Regions from separate parts of the Mus musculus genome. Here region 2 is linked to region 1. A link is a contact called in public ChIA-PET data. All regions are on one chromosome and are shown on one strand. Each heading gives the region's core, a stretch centred on a gene start, on an enhancer-like site or on the middle of the called end of the contact. The rest is flanking DNA. Distances are from core to core; before and after follow the strand shown. Region 1 overlaps Dipk1a (divergent protein kinase domain 1A). Region 2 holds the start of Gfi1 (growth factor independent 1 transcription repressor).

The links. ChIA-PET counts read pairs in DNA pulled down with a chosen protein or histone mark.
Region 2: a contact with region 1 is called in an RNA polymerase II ChIA-PET map of memory CD8 T cells, with 164 read pairs. The contact joins the promoter of Gfi1 here to the enhancer-like site in region 1. A contact is called at or near these places in 2 of 484 Hi-C or Micro-C datasets (B cells and Th1 cells), 3 of 115 datasets of contacts at active chromatin or transcription factors (the SCID.adh cell line, memory CD8 T cells and pancreatic cancer cells) and 1 of 9 other capture datasets (liver).

Annotation. Positions count from the first base shown.
Region 1 is chr5:107,959,861-107,962,367 of GRCm38.p6, reverse strand. All of the region lies in intron 1 of Dipk1a (divergent protein kinase domain 1A), which reads left to right. Among named protein-coding and RNA genes, the nearest start is that of Dipk1a, 26 kb to the left of the region's middle. Within about 2 kb of position 1,252, at least 156 of the 459 cell types and tissues checked have an H3K27ac peak or open chromatin away from gene starts, as enhancers often do. A contact at or near this core is called in B cells, the SCID.adh cell line, Th1 cells and 3 more, where this site is marked.
Region 2 is chr5:107,723,090-107,725,596 of GRCm38.p6, reverse strand. Gfi1 (growth factor independent 1 transcription repressor) reads left to right here and starts at 1,254. Exons shown (of 6, transcript NM_010278.2): 1 at 1,254-1,873; 2 at 2,189-2,374. The coding sequence starts at 1,759. RefSeq lists a promoter at 1,235-1,623.

The DNA of each region.
Region 1 (2,507 bases), core at 3-2,502:
CATAAATTAACCCATCCATTGCAGGCTAGGCAAGTCTCAGATGGAAGCACTTTTACTGGTCTTTCAGTACCTTGAGTCTTCTGATGGCAGACTTGAGTTTGACAGTAGAGAGATATTATAGGTCCAGCCCTTGTTTTCTGTCACGGAGCCACAGTGCCCCATGCTATTGGCTCGTCTCCTCATCGTGGTCTTGCCATGGATGGGACAAGTGTACTTGGTGTGCTAGCTGATCTCTCTGCTTCACCATTTGGCAGGCAGTACTGCTTGGTAGACAGGTTTAGCAGTTACTGAGCTGACACCAGGCATCTGTGTGATTGGGGGTAAATGACCTGGGCTTTCTGCTTTAGTTTGCTTGCCAGTAGCATACAGGAACAGGACAGAGTTATGCCCTCTCTTCAGTAAATAATCCTCATTAGTGCTGAGTGTGAGAAGTTAGGCAGGGCAAGTTCGTTGTCAGAAGTCTTTGGGCATGAGGCCGTCTGCACCTGATATCCTTCATCTTGACACTGCTAAGGAACCACAGTCAGCCAGCGATCAATTTCCAACAGCCGCCGTTGTCCGCACATAGCATGCTGGAGGAAAGCCAGAATTTATTTTTGCCAGAAACTCTCTTGGCAAATGGGTTTCCCTAGAGACGGCTGTTTAATTTTGTGGTGTGGCGAATGGTTTGGTGGAAAAGAAGAGGAACGCAGGGTGCTTATTTGTTCCATAACTACCTGTGTCTCAAGACACTCTGAGGGGGAGGGGAGCTGAGGTGGAAAGAAGGGCTGAGAAATCTCACGCTGAAATGCGTTTGAACTATGCATATGCACTTATACAAACTAAAACTTTGCCTACAGCGCATTGCCACATCCTACAGTCTGTGTTGCTGCAATAGCTCCCTCACTAGTTTCTCTGTCCTCGAGTTCCTTTCAAAGCTTCCACACTCACATCTAAAATAACAGTTTTACCAGGCTATGTTCATTCATTCATTTATTTAGGAATCTTACAACTTTTTTATTCTCATTATTGTCAAACATCTAAAGTTAATTAAGCAAACATTGTAAGCATCTAAGTGTAAGTTGCTGTGAAAAGGTAAAAGTGAGTAAGATGTAGCTTCTGAAGGTGTATAATATCAACATTATTGCTACCCTCCCCAGGACCTTTTCCATTTGAAAGTTGGTTCTACTTCACCGCATTCTGCTTAAGCACGCTGGGGTTATGCTGAGGTTATCTCCACACCGCCAGGCTCCGCTCCGCGGGCAGTTTTCAGTCCTAACAGCACGTGGCTTTGCTATAGCTTTGTATATTGCTGACTAGGCTCAGGCATTGGATCACATAGTCCCCATCCCTAGCTGGGATGCTGTCTAGGGAAGTTTAAGAAGTGCCCCCTTGCTGCAGGAAGTTTGTCACTGGCACCGCCTTTGAGAGTGTGTAGTGTTGCTCTGTTCTAGTCCACTTTCTGTTTCTTGCTTGTAGTCGAGATGTGCTCCGTCAGCTTCCTGCTCCTGCCCCCTTGCCCGCCGCCTGCTGCCATGTCTCCCCACCGTGGTGACTCATATCCCTGTGGAGCCATAAGCCCAAATAAACTTCTATCAATTGCTTTGATCATGGTGTTTTATCACACCAACAGAAAGGTAACTAATACATTGACCATGCTTGTCTCCAGAGTTCTTAGGTAAAGAAATTACTCATACTTTCCATTTGTTCTTGGAATTTTTAAAGGAACAAAGCATAGGTTTTTGTCCATCTTTAATTTTGGTCCCTTCCCTATCCTAAATTGGATTCCAGCTTACTATCTGGCCACGGATGGCCTAGAATTCCTAATCCTTCTGGCCCTACAATTTTTGGGATTTTTGGGATTACAGAAATGTGTCGCCGTACCTGGATATTTTAGGTTGTTTTCTGTGTTATTCGTTTCTGTCTTTATTATTTTCTCCTTTTTTTTGGTTTTGTTTTTTGTCTTTTTTTGGCTTGCTGAGCTGTATGTCTTTAAAGATTTATTTATTTTTATTTTGTGCATAGAAGTGTTTTGCCTGAATCTATGTGTGTCTGCATTAACCATGGAGGCCAGAAAAGGGTGTTGGATCCCTATAGCTGGGGTCATAGATGGTTGTGAGCCACATAGTGGTGCTGGGACAGAATTTTTACAAAGTCCTTTTTCAAGAGCAGCCAGTGCTCTTTAGCTCCAAGCCATCTCTCCTGCGCTTTTAATTTTTTGAGAAAGATCTGTATTTGTGTGTGTGTGTCCCCTACACACGTACAGGTGGTGATGGAGGCCAGAGGAGTGCTGGATCTGTGAGACTGGCAGGCGTTATAGAAAATTGTGGGCTGTCTGACAGAGGTGCTGGGAATTGAACCTAGGCCTCTGAAAGAGCAGTTAAGGCTTTTAAAGCTGGGCCATCTCTCCAGCCCTTACCTCTAAATTAAAAAAATTTTTTTTTTTTTTGGCAGCAGTTTAAGATTTAATAGAACCGAGTAAACTGCAGGGTCTGTTACTCTGTATCCCCACAGATTCAGTCTTTCTC
Region 2 (2,507 bases), core at 5-2,504, 240 kb after region 1:
GCCGCCCCGCCCCCTGGACGCCAGCTGCAGCACGAGGTTGCCTTCCCACGCGCTGGGCCTCCTTGCCATCCCCTTACCCCTCCTACCCGGAACCCAGCAAAGCCCTCCGAAGCGTAGGTTTGTGGCCTGGGCGAGGACGCCACCTCTGTGTCTACCCTGTCCCGCGTGGTGCTGACGCGCAGACCCAGCGCGGGACCAGACAGCCCTGCTTCCCACGGGTCCCGTTCTTGGCTATCGCAGGACCGAACCTCATCGAGGCCTCCAGAACTCTTGCCCTGTTTTCTTGCTCTTCATGCTTGCTTTAAGAATTGTCCTCTGGTTGGAGCGTCTGGCTGTACAGACAGGGAGTGCGGGAAAATTAAAGCGCCGGAGCCTGGGTTCTGGGAGCCAAACCCGACCAAGGCGTGTGACTATACATTATGACTGGGAATCTGAAGCAGGAGTCCTTGGGCTCCTTTTAAGTGGGTACAACAGGGTGTGTTCTGTACGCGCTCCTGGGGGGGGGTGGCGAAGAGGCTCGGGTTCCTCAGTCTGAACTGCACGAAGCCCAAAGACCCGGGGCGTGCGCCGGCCTGTGCCCCAGTCTTTGAGCCCGCCGCCGCCGTTCAGCCTCTATTGCCTTGGACCTTGGAGGCAGGCGGATTCGTTTCACCCTAGGCCTCCCTAGGGTCGCCCCCGGAGCGGGCCAGGAGCTGGGACGCAGTCTCAGCCCCGCCTCCTGCAGGGCTCAGGTTTCGACCCGAGATTAGGTGAACTGATTGGGGGTTAAAGAGAGCGACGCCAGCTCTCGGTCATGCTCAGGGACCCTGGCCTCCTGGCCAGGCCTTCTGGCCACTGCTCACTCGTGCGCGCTCCGGTTTCATCTTGCTGGCCCGCGAAGTCGTTGGCACTCATTAAATTTGGGCACCGCGTGTTTGCCAGTAAGCACGCAGTTTAAACTCAACTTCCCTAGGACAAGATTTTTGGTGAGCAGATCAGAAAATAATTCTTTCTGGGACTTAGTTTCTGAAGCAAGGCCTACAGGTCTGGAATGTTTCTCAGTGGTCGCCGTCCTGGCCGGTGCCACACCACTATTCCAGTGGGCGTTTCTCCTGGGACAAGTGTTGGTCCTTTGCCACTCCCACCTCACTTTCCTGTGCCTCTGGCTTCCTGACTTCTGCTCCAGCCACTGCAGCACATAGTCCCTAGGCAAACCAGTCCCTAGTACGCCCCTCTTTCGCTTCTGTTCGTCGCGGGGCTCCTGGAGGTTTTGGCTCCAAGCCCCTTCCGGGTCCCAAACACTGATGCCCCCTGACTGGCTAAACTAAGCCACGCATCCCTGGCGTGAGCCACAACCCAGAAGGGAGCAGGTGGGCTTGCAGGGTTGACTTGGGATAACGGACCAGTTGTGGACTACTGCTCTCAGGAGAGTGATGATCTAGCTTTGGTAGGGAAGGGGAGGGGCTGAGGCGTGGGCAGGGCAGAGCAAAGGGACCAGAGCCAGAGCCTGGGGACAGGTTTTACCACTGAGCTGTTGCAGTGGCGGCGGAGGCCGGGATTCGTGCCACCTGTCCGAGTGCCACCTGGTGAGCGTGGCGCCTGGGTCCAGGCCCCTCCTCCCGCGGCTTCCCTCTCTCCTCCCTGGCCCACACTCTTCCTTGGCCTGGGAACCTACCACAACCGCCATCGGTGCTGACCCTCGTTTCCACCCAATTTTCCCCCTTCTCTCAGAACTCAGAGTATCCGAGGGTCCAAACATTCGTCCAGCGGCTGACCACCATGCCGCGCTCATTCCTGGTCAAGAGCAAGAAGGCGCACAGCTATCACCAGCCGCGTTCTCCGGGGCCGGACTACTCCCTGCGCCTGGAGACCGTGCCTGCGCCGGGCAGAGCAGGTGCGAAGCGCGCAGAGGCCGGGTAGGGCAGCTGCCGAGGACACCGACTCTGCTCCAAGCCACCTCGTTTCCTAGGAATCGGGGGAGGCTATCCTAACGCCCCTCGGGTGCTTTTTTGTTTTTGTTTTTGTTTCCCGGTGCTCAGATTTGCTGAGCTTGCCAGAGATGCCCCTGGCGCTCGCAGTCGGCTCTTGAATTCGGGAGGGAGGGCTCCCGGTTGGGTCAGAGTGGACAGAGGAGGACACGGGCGCCACGGTGGAACCACTTCAGTTCGGCCAGGTTTAGGTTTATTTCTCTCCTGAATCTTTTCCGCAGAGGGCGGCGCTGTGAGTGCAGGCGAGTCGAAAATGGAGCCCCGAGAGCGTTTGTCCCCCGACTCTCAGCTTACCGAGGCTCCCGACAGGGCCTCCGCGTCCCCCAACAGCTGCGAAGGCAGCGTTTGTGACCCCTGCTCCGAGTTCGAGGACTTTTGGAGGCCCCCTTCTCCCTCCGTGTCTCCAGGTAAGCCTTGATTCGAGGTCTTGTGGCAGAGTTCTGGAGTCGCAGCACGGAGGGAAGCCCGCACAAGGGATGCAGAGGGTCGGCCTAGGGATCTGGCTCCTAAGGGAACAGGGTTCAGGGGAGGCATCCAGCT